Linked DNA regions of Mus musculus: region 1 is linked to region 2. The links are chromatin contacts, called in public Micro-C maps. All regions are on one chromosome and are shown on one strand. Each heading gives the region's core, a stretch centred on a gene start, on an enhancer-like site or on the middle of the called end of the contact. The rest is flanking DNA. Distances are from core to core; before and after follow the strand shown.

What was found. A called contact is a pair of places that touch in the nucleus more often than the background predicts.
Region 1: a Micro-C map of muscle stem cells shows a contact between it and region 2, with 5 times the contacts expected there. The contact joins the promoter of Soga1 here to the enhancer-like site in region 2. A contact is called at or near these places in 22 of 39 promoter capture datasets (the 3T3-L1 cell line, 3T3-L1-derived adipocytes, the C10 cell line and 16 more), 3 of 15 datasets of contacts at CTCF or cohesin (the NIH/3T3 cell line, large pre-B cells and stem cell-derived epiblast-like cells), 105 of 484 Hi-C or Micro-C datasets (3T3-L1-derived adipocytes, the 63-12 cell line, the AML12 cell line and 66 more), 31 of 115 datasets of contacts at active chromatin or transcription factors (the HPC-7 cell line, VIP interneurons, bone marrow-derived dendritic cells and 19 more) and 5 of 9 other capture datasets (adipose tissue, embryonic stem cells, liver and 2 more).

What each region holds. Positions count from the first base shown.
Region 1 is chr2:157,076,827-157,082,157 of GRCm38.p6, forward strand. It overlaps Soga1 (suppressor of glucose, autophagy associated 1), which reads right to left and starts at 2,439. Exons shown (of 15, transcript NM_001164663.1): 1 at 1,403-2,439. The coding sequence starts at 2,083. It also overlaps a transcript of Tldc2 not described here.
Region 2 is chr2:157,034,567-157,039,713 of GRCm38.p6, forward strand. Soga1 (suppressor of glucose, autophagy associated 1) reads right to left here. Exons shown (of 15, transcript NM_001164663.1): 6 at 2,604-2,744. Among named protein-coding and RNA genes, the nearest start is that of Dsn1, 30 kb to the left of the region's middle. Within about 2 kb of position 2,060, at least 52 of the 459 cell types and tissues checked have an H3K27ac peak or open chromatin away from gene starts, as enhancers often do. A contact at or near this core is called in the C2C12 cell line, the HL-1 cell line, the N1E-115 cell line and 10 more, where this site is marked.

The DNA.
Region 1 (5,331 bases), core at 1,189-3,688, 43 kb after region 2:
AAGAACTGTGAGTTGTGCTCATCTGGTGCTCGGGTCCAGGTCTGGAGTAGCTCAGGCTGGGAATTCAGGAAGCCACGAGGAGCATCTCGGAAGACTGACTCCATCCTCAGGGCCTGCACTCTAACCACTGACTTCAGAAGACTTCGCCCTCTAACTGAACCCCAGCTCCCAAATGTCAACAGTGAGTAACACCTTTGTGAAGACTTACACTCCCATTTAACTGAAAAAAAAAAAAAATGGAGGCCTGGTTTGGGGAAGGCCCAGGCTACAAACAGGTGGTAAATAATCCTTTGTCAGATAGACCTGTGTCCTCTAGTGTACAGGAGTTTCCTGAGAACATGCTGGATAGAGGACCCAAAGGAAAGCAAGAGGGACACCCCAACATCCTAAGGAAGACTCCCCCGACAGTAGAAGCAAGAGGCAGTTAAGTGCCACAGGGCAGACATGTCATTAGAGTGCTGTCAACTCAATGGCTCCTGGCCAGGGCACTCTGGGTGTTGTGCCAGGCCATCAACTGTCAAGTGCAGACAATACTGTAGCCTCTTCCAGCAGCGGCAGTGCAGCCCGTGAAGATCCCAGCTTCCCACACCAAGGTCAAGAAGCCAGGGCAGGACTGTCCCCATAGCTGCCACCATGTCAAAGAAGAGGCAGCCAGAGCATGGGCTGCACCTAGGTGCCCAGTCACCGACGATTGCTTCTCCCAGACAGCTCTCCAGGCCCACACACAGAGGGAATACCCCTAACCAGCAGGACAGTTTCCCTCTTCCCACAGGGAGCACGGGCCAAGTCTGCCCAAACCTCTCTCAGAGGGGACAGAAGACAATATCCTGGGATTGAGGAAGTGGCCTCTGAACCAGTTCTCCCACGACATCATCCTCCCAGGCTGTGGGACCGTTAGACTGGGCGGAAGTGGACTCGAGCCAAGGGGATGTTCCCAGATGTCACGCTTTCAAACTGGATCCGCCCCAAAAGGCAGGCGAGGACAGGCCTGCCGGGGAAGCCCTGGGTAAGGACTTAGGATGGTGTTCTGCCTCTCCTTGCCAGGGGATAGCACGGTTTCCCTGGCAGCCTAACACACGGACATTGGTTCCAGAACAGAGAGCCGAGAAAGCCTGCTGATCTGGGACCGGGGTCCTGGGCAGGTTAGAGGGGGGGAAGGTCAGCCTTGGCTGACTATCCCCACTCACCCATCAGAACGTGTCCTCTAAAACAGTTTTACCGCGGGTGGGAAAGTGCACATTGGGGTCCTTTACTCGGTGTCTTATCCATAATCCTCCTCACCGGAAAAGTGGGAAGAGAAGGTGGGGCACTCTCCCTGCTTGGTCAGCGCCCTGGACTCTTGAGCCCGGATGACCAGTCCTCTCCCGCCCCTGCGCCTCCCCCATCCCCCCCAGGTCCCCACCTTGAGATAGTCGTTCTCGGAACGCAGCTCTTCCAGCTCCCGCACCAAGCCTCCGGGCCCACAGTCCAGCATCTCCTCGGTGAGGTCGGAGAAGGCTAGCGAGGCGCTGAGTGGCAAGCGGCTGCTGCCCACCGACGATGCGGCCACCGACGGCTCATCCGGGGAGGCGGGAGGCCGCGGAGGCTGCTGCCCCGACTGCGCTGGCTGGGGCGGCTGCCCGGTGCGGGTCCCCGCCGGGCCGCCCGCCGCAGACTCGGCGTCGCTGCTCAGCGCCAGCTCCAGGCCCAACTGGCGCGCCTCCTCCGACGCGCAGTCCGACACCTCGGAGCTACTGTCCGTGAGGCTGGGCGGCGGCGGCGGCGGGCGGGGCCCGGTACCGGGACGAGGGCGACCCTTGGCGCGGACCCCCGTGCGCACCCCGGCCACCCGAGGCCCCGTGCCTCGGGTACCAGGAGCCACCGCGCGCCCCTTCTTGTCGGGCCTCGCCGAGGACGCGGTGCCACAGGCTGTAGCGGAGCCCGGGCCTGTGCCGCGGCGGCCTTTGGCCAGAGACCAGCCGGCCACGTCCTTGGGCCGGGCTGGTGATGGCGCGCGGTGGCTTTTCTTCCTCTCCGCGGCGGGCGCGGGCGCAGGCGGGGGGCCGTAGCCCCGCGCCGATGACTCTCCCGCTGGCGTCTCCATCGCGGCCTCCCCGGGTCTCAGCGAGCGGCGCGCATGGCCCGGGAGTGGCCGGCTTGGGTGTCCCTGCGGCGGGTCTCGGATGCGCTCCCGCCGCTCAGGCCGCGACTGCGCTCCGGTCTCCTGCGTCCGGGGGCTGCGCTCGGGCCCTGCCCCGCGCCGCGCGGCCTCTCCGCCACTCGGTGCTCTCAGCGCGCGGCCCGATCTCCTCCAGGCGCCGCGACTCCGACTCCGGCTCCGCCCGGTGCCCGCCCCCTCCGCCTCGCCGCGCCCCCGGAGTGCGCCCGGACCCCGACTGCAGCCTGCTCGGCGATCGCCGCCTCGGACTCCCAGTCCGGCTGAGGCCAGGGCCCCGGCTCCGCCCGGCGCGGCCCGCCCCCCACGCAGCCCCGCCAGCTCCCCGCCCCGCCGCCTCGGCTCGGGGGCGCGCGGCTCGGCGAACAAAAGGCGGACGCGGCGGGAGCAGCGGGGAGGGACGCGAGCGGGGAGCGAGGGAGGGATCCGCGAGGCAACAGCGACCCCCTCGAGGGTCAGGCGGGCCCGGGCAGCCGCGGCCTCGGCTCGCTCCCGCCGCTCCGGGCCGCCGGCCGCTCCTCTGCGGGCTGGGGGATCACACCCGGCCGAGGAGCCTGGAAGCCCGGCGTCGCCGTAGGGGCCTCGTGGACGACAGGAGAGACTATTCCCTGGCAGAGGCCCCGCGGACCTCAAAGGGCCGGAGCCAGCATCCATGCACACCCAGCACCGCGCCGCGCGCCCCTTGTGGGTGCTGAGCCTGCGCGAACTCCGCCCCCTTTAACTGGGCATGACAAACGACCCCATCCTATAGAACCTTAAACTGAACACGACCTGGCACGCGGTCGGTTCTTGGTCTGAGAAGGAAGCAGGATGGATCCTACAGAGTATGCTGGACTCCTTTTGCCTCGTCTATCTGTCCGCTGCCATTGGAACCGTGGCGTTCCGCGTGCATCTTGGATCTTGCACACCCTAGTTGCCTATGAACCCGGGCATAGTCTTGTCTCCCCGACCCCAATTTCATGGTCTTTGCGATTAACTTCAGGCTGTGCCTTGAGGATGCCAGACCGTTAGGTGCTTAGGGGGCAGGTTCTAGGCCGGTTAGGGGCTGGCATGGGACTGTGACCCTGAATACCAACAGGGTCAGATTGACTCCACCACAGACTCCAAGGCCCCAGTATTGGTGGGCATGGTTTCTTTCCTCTTGAGCTATTCAGGCTATCAGAGTTAATTTCTCAGAATCCCTTACACCTTCCTCACCTCTGCCCTCTCCACACTGTGCCTAAACCATAGTAAGTTCTTTGGCCCTGGGAAGGCACTCATCAGCATGGTAGCTGCCCAGTCTCTTGCCACCCAGAAGGTAGCTCGTACACACACACACACACACACACACACACACACACACTATGCAGCCTCTTTTTCTTCCTTTAGACCCTTCTCGGTCTTTCTCTCCCCTTCTCTTTTCCCCCTTCTTTTCCATGGGTTCCTCGTCCTCCTCTTCTTCCCTCATCTTTACTTTGGCTCCTCCCCTTTCTCCTAACCTGACCTACATCATGGCCAACTAGTTCAAGGTCTACTCCTTTTTCTTTTATTGACCCACCATCCACCTCGAAGTACAAGCAGGTCTGCCTAGCACCTGGGAACCCTGAGGACCCTGGGGAGTCCTCCTACACCCAAGCCGCGGAGTCCAGTCCTAGCCTGCTCTAATGGGTCCATTACAAGTTCATTATCGTGATTGTCCCTGCTCTTAAGGGGCTCATTGAAGTGATACAGAGAGAATGTGCAGTTCTTGAAACTTGTTGCTTCCTATAGAACATGGGTTTTTGCAGTGTGAGGGCATATGCATGAGACCATCCTCAGCTGGGTAGGCACTAATGCAGACCATGCTCCATATTTCAACAAAGAATCTTAGAATTCTCCCCCCACACCTCTCTCTCAAGATGGTGTCTCATTTTATTGCCAGGCTGGCCTTGAATTCATGGGCTTAAGCTTTCCAAACAGCTGGGAGTACAAAAGTCTGTCAACTCTTGTCTCAGAAGGATTAAGGAACTTTTTTTTGGCTTTTCGAGACAGGGTTTCTCTGTGTAGCCCTGGCTGTCCTGAAACTCACTCTGTAGTCCAGACTGGCCTCGAACTCAGAAATCCACCTGCCTCTGCCTCCCGAGTGCTGGGATTAAAGGCTTGCGCCACCACCGCCCAGCAGGATTAAGGAATTTATGTCTGGTTGCATTCTCCAAAAAGAAGCACATGATATATATTCCAATTGTTGTTGTAGTAGTAGTAGTAGTAGTAGTAGTAGTAGTAGTAGTAGTAGTAGTAGTAATGTGTGCATGTCACACATGCATACACACACACACAAGTGCACACATGCCACAGTGCACATAAAAGGTCAGAGGACAACTTTTAGGAGTTGCTGTCACCCATCGGATCGCTAGCTCTTCTCATAGCCATCCTGGCACTGCCAACAGCCTCAGGGTCTGCTTCCTGCCCTCCAGCCTGGGCAGAAGACCTCTGTGGCATGGCATGGCATGGCATCTGGCAAGCCCTCACTCACAAGCTTTCTCTGTTGCTCCCTCTCTCCATCCGTGGAATCCGGTCACCACATGAAAAGTACGGTTAGGTCTCATGGGGTGGTCCCGTAAAGTCCGTCCAGCCAACTCTAGCTCTAGTCCCCACTGGCTACCGGACCTTACAGAAGCTTCCCTGACAGCCTGGAGCCACCACCAGTGAGGAGTAGAGAAGTGAATTCTCTCACCAGCCCTGCCACCTAAACTGTAGAACAACTCTCTGAAGGCACCAGGGTTTGCCTGCCCCAATTTTTTTTTTTTTCACACAGTAGTGGGTTACTGGAATGCACAGCCAAAGTCAGACATCCGGTCAAGGAGGAAGCCTTCGATGGTGGCTTTAGTGGCGGGGATGGTGACCCAAATGGAAGACCAGCTTCTGCTTTCCCATCAAGCTACCAAACTGACCAACAGGATGGAAACCAAGTAGAAACTAACTCACTAAAGTGAAGATTGTTTTCATCATACAAATCATGAAAGAAATAAGCCACTGGCTGGTAAATGGAACCCATGTGAACGGGGTTATTGGGGAACCCTCTCGAGGAAGTGACCTGTATGCTGAGTTAGCCAAAGGGCCTGGGAAGAGAATCTGGGGCAGACTGAAGAGCAAGGGCAATGTCCCTGGAGGAGGAGAGAGTGTGACAGATGTTCAGGGAGGGGTGATTAGTGTGGCTG
Region 2 (5,147 bases), core at 810-3,309:
CTTTCTCCATCTCTGCCCTTCCCCGTGTGTGTGTATGTGCATGTATGTGCATGCATGTGTGGTGCATGTGTGTATCCATGTGTAATGCATTGTAGTGGCTATTCCTGGTTGTCAACTTGACTATATTTGGAATGAACTACAATCCAGAATTGGAAGGCTCACCAGTGACCCTTATCTGGAGGCTTGGAGATCCTTATCTAGATCTTGGTTTGAAGATCTTGAGCCATAGTGGCTATGGATTCCAGAAGATTGAATCTCGGAGTTTAAGGAACACACCTTTAATCTGGGCTACGCCTTTCATCTGGGATTAAAGGTGTGGTGGGACACACCTTTAATCTGGGCTACACCTTCTGCTGGAGACAATATAGGGACATTGGAAGAAGGGAGTCTAGCTCTTGCTCTTGCTCCTTCGCCTGCTTGCTGCGTGAGACTGAGTAACTGCTAGATCCTTGGACTTCCATTCACAGCTGCGACTGAACCATTGTTGGGAATTGGGCTGCCGACTGTAAGTCATCAATAAATTCCTTTACTATCTAGAGACTATCCATAAGTTCTGTGACTCTAGAGAACCCTGACTAATACATGCATGTATGTGTGCATATGTGTGCAGGCATGTATGAATGTGTATGCATGTGTGGTACATGGGTGTGTCCATGTGCAGTGCATGTGTGTGTACACACGTGTCTGCTTGTGTGTGCATGTGAGTCCATGTGTGTGCACTGGTGCTGGGTTACATAGCAAGACCCTGCCTTGTGTGGGCACAAGGCCTCACACGTGCTGAGCAAGTGCCTCATCACTGAGCTGCAGCCCCATCCATCACTACTTTGCTGTTATTCCCCAGTAACAACATTTTTTAGATGAGATGAAGTGGGCATGAAGCAGGCGGATCACCGGAACCTGTGAGTCTGAGGCCAGCCTGAGCAACACAGTAAGACTCCATCGCAAAAGACAAGTGTTAAGTATTTCTGGTAACAGGAATGTTGACTCTAACACGCTGCACAGGAACAGAAGAGTGGACATGGTCCCAGGCATAGCAGGTTCCTGCTGTGAAAAAAAATGTGGCCAATAATATAATTTGGCCGTCTCTGCAGTGATACGAGGCGTGTCTTGTACACCTGTTCTGTATTAAAAATCTCTGCAGATCTGGGCAAACTGTCATGTGCCTGTAATCCCAGCACTTGGAAGTTGTAGGCAGGAGGATGGTAAGTTTGAAGTAAGCATAATATAATTACTGAGACCCTGGCTCAACAAAGAAACAAAAAAAAAAAACCTCTTAAATAGAAGTCAGGCGCCTGCCCCTGCACATCGCTCTTGAACTGGGGGTTGGCGCTGTGCTTAGTCATAGCTAATCGGTAAGAATGAAGGAAACGGAGTCAAGGTGTAAATGAGCCAACACAAACAAACAAGCCTATTTTCTTCTCAGAAAACGAGATCTAAGCATCTCAGGTTGCTTCAACGTAGTCATCGTCCTCCTCTTCTTCCTCTTCTTCCTCCTCCTCCTCTTCTTCCTCTCTCCCTCCCCTTCTCTCTGTCTATCCATCTCCTGACTGGGGATCAAAGCTAAGGCTACACAGCACTACAGCTTAGCTCCTTGTCCAGACAGTGCTTTTCTTTTCTTTTTTCTTTTTAAAGATTTATTTATTATATGTAAGTACGCTGTAGCTGTCTTCAGACACCCCAGAAGAGGGCATCAGATCCCATTACAGATGGTTGTGAGCCACCATGTGGTTGCTGGGATTTGAACTCACGACCTTTGGAAGAGCAGTCGGTGCTCTTAACCACTGAGCCATCTCTCCAGCCCCAGACAACGCTCTTCCTCTTCCTCCTTCGCCATGGTTATGAGGACATCCAGACCACCTCACTAGGCAGTTGGACCCTTCAGTTCCAGGGAGTTTCCCAGGCTCAGGAGGACAGGGAACTTCTCAAAGATCAGAGAATCTTAGCAACTCTAGGGATTATAACTGTTGTGGTGGGAAAGCCGGGCCCATGGGAGTGGACATGTCGAAGGTCACACCACCAGACCAGCAGAGTGACTCAGCACTCAGGATCCCTGAGTCCATGTGACTTGTCACGGACACCGACCTCATCCTCAACCCGTGGAGGCCAGGCCAACAATCCTATGAGGCTCTGTACTTGTCTGTGGCAAACCTGACAATTTTCGAGAGTGAAATGACGTACCCGAGATCTCACAGCCAGCACCCAGAAAGTCACAGCATGAACTCAAACAGCCTAAATGGAGAGGCCATTGCTTCTCTGCTACATAAGTTAGTCATTTCAAGATGGCCTCCAGCTCAGCATTCAGGCTGCCTCAGCGTCCTGACACTGGGATTACAGTTTGATATCATGTCCCATATCCAGCTAAGCTTCCTCTAACTAAACCACGGGATTGATTCAAATTCCCTTTTCTCTTTCTCTCTCTCTCTCTCTCTCTCTCTCTCTCTCTCTCTCTCTCTCTCTCTCTTTCTTTCTTTCTTTCTTTTTTTGCCTTGGCTGTCAGAAGTTTAAATGCTTAAAACCTATACCATCCTCCTCCAAGGGCCACCCTGCCTGCTTTCAGGAGGCAATCGGCTTCCACCCAACAGCCTGCTTAGGCCTAGACCCACCTCAGAGGCATAAGAATCGTTATCTTCAGCTCGGTAGGGCCTGAAGTTCCGACTAGGGTCAGGCTTGGACTCCAAGTCCCCGGTACGGAAGGCCTCTCGGATCCTGGGCTCCCACTCAAGCAGGTCTCTGAAGTCAGGTGGCTAAAAGCAGAAGAGATCCATAGGGAGAGGCCCAAGGAGTGCAACAAAGGTCCCCACCAGGCCTCTGCCATATAATGGGCTTTGTCCACATGAGAGGGAGCCTGGGTGAATTGGCCTTCCCAGGGTGCGAGGCCACAACTCATTTGCTTATTGCATAACGAGCAGTGGGGCAAGTGGAAACATTAATTTTGTGAATGGCTCTTACGCAAAGCCCTCTGAAACAATTCTATCACCCTGTCGGTGACCCGTGTGGTCCCTGCTCACTCTTACTTCAGGAAGAGGGAGACTCAACACGGGCCTCCCCTTTCAAGAAGCGATCTGAAGCCACAGCAGCACAGCTGAAGCCACTACCCGCCCGGTCCCATGCAGTGCAGGGCCACACACAGCAATCTCCCGCCATTCTCTCAGGATGAAAACCACACCACTCCACGCTCTCTGCAGCCCAGCCTCACAACTCTGTCCTGTTCCTTCGACCTACCGTGTTCCTTCTCTCAATGATCTGAGCCCCTTCAAGATCTAGGACAAGTTCCTGGTTGATAAAAACCATTTCTCATGTCACATTCACAGGCTTGACAGATTGACTAATTAATTCCCCCTCGCTAGGCGGTGGGACCTTTCGAGTGGGGCTCCTATCCCTCCCTGGTTCTGCAGATCACCACCCATCCCGTGTTAAGCACGAAGGGTGGGGACCATCCACAAGGTATCCCAGCCTGCGGACAGGGAATGCAGGGTGTGAGGAAGCACACTGCCCAGCGACAGTAGCCATAACATGAAGCCCAGGCCCAGGAAAGGCTGTGTGGGAAGGATCAGAGGGGGCGCTCCCAGCACGCAGCCAGCCTCAAGCATCTGCGATGTGTAACTACAACGAAGGAACTGCAGCTCAATCCTATGCTTCGTTAATTTAATTTTTAAAATTTGTCTTGGGAGTTTTGGGTTGTTTCTGTTCTGTACTGGGGATAGAACCTGTGCCGCCAACTAAGGCTGATCCTTTACCATCGCGGCACATCCCCACATGGCTGCTGCACTGAACGTCACCAGTCAAGACGGTGTACAGAGACATCGGCAGGAAGTGGTAGGTAGGCACACGAGGTGTTCGTTTATTTTTATATTTGCGTCAAATGTTTACGTTTTGCTTTTGCACTAATGCATTTTAAATTTTTCAACAAGTGTCTTTTCCGTTTTAGTTTTTCTGGGTAGCCTGTCATGGGTATCAAGGCTAAGCTTCTCAAAAGTTGATCAAAAAGTTTAAAATATTTTTTTAAATTTAATATTATGGACTGGTGGTGGGCGGTGATGACACACACCTTTAATCCCAGCATTTGTGGGGGGTGGGGGGGGCAGAGGCAGGCAGATCTCTATATGAGTTCAGGGTTAGCTTGGCCTACAGAGTGAGTTCCAGGACAGCAGGACTACACAGTGAAACCCTGCCTCGAAAAAACCAAAAAGAAGTGGGATGTGGGGATCTGGCAAGCGAGCTGACCAGGTAAAGGTACTTGCTACCAAGCCTGAGCTGATCCCCAGGACCATCTGAGACTGACTCCTGTGACCACCACATGTGCACAACGGCTCCCCCTGAACCCCACCAAATACGTGTAATAATTTTAGTTACAAAAGAGATGGAAAAAGGAGGGGGCTACCCTAGAGAAATGGCTCAACAGTTAAGATACATTAATGCTCTTTAAAAGGACCCGAGTTCAGCTTCTAGCACCCTAATCAAGGAGCTCACAACCACCTTCAACTCTAGCTCTGGGGGCTCCAGCACTTTGCTCTGCCTTCTGTGGGTACACACACACACACACACACACACACACACACACACACCTGCACACACATATGCAAACTTTCTTTTTTTTTTTTTTTTTCTTTTTCTTTTTTTTCCCGTTTTTTAAGACAGGGTTTCTCTGTATAGCCCTGGCTGTCCTGGAACTCACTCTGTAGACCAGGCTGGCCTCGAACTCAGAAATCTGCCTGGTTCTGCCTCCCAAGTACTGGGATTAAAGGCGTGTGCCACCACGCCTGGCTCAAAAATGTTTTTAAAAAGAAGGGGCCAGGGATGTGGCTCAATGGTAGGGTTCTTGCCTTACATGTATGAGGTCCTGCGTTGTGTCCCCAGCACTGGAAGAGGAGAGGGAAAGGGAGAAAAACGGGAAGTCTAGCAAAAAGATGGGACCTCAGAATTAATCCCTATCCATAGTAAACGCATACCAGGCAGTTTGCTGAGTCGGCAGGCTTATTCCTAGTTAGGTGAGAATAAATAATTGTTTTTCCTACCTGTAACAGCAAATAGTTGGCTGAGAGAACACAGCCAGGCACTGCTGTGTTTAGTCTATAGAATTTATATAAAGCTCAAAGACGAATAAAACCAGAGAACAGGGAGATGAACCATGGCTGCCTTAGGGCTGG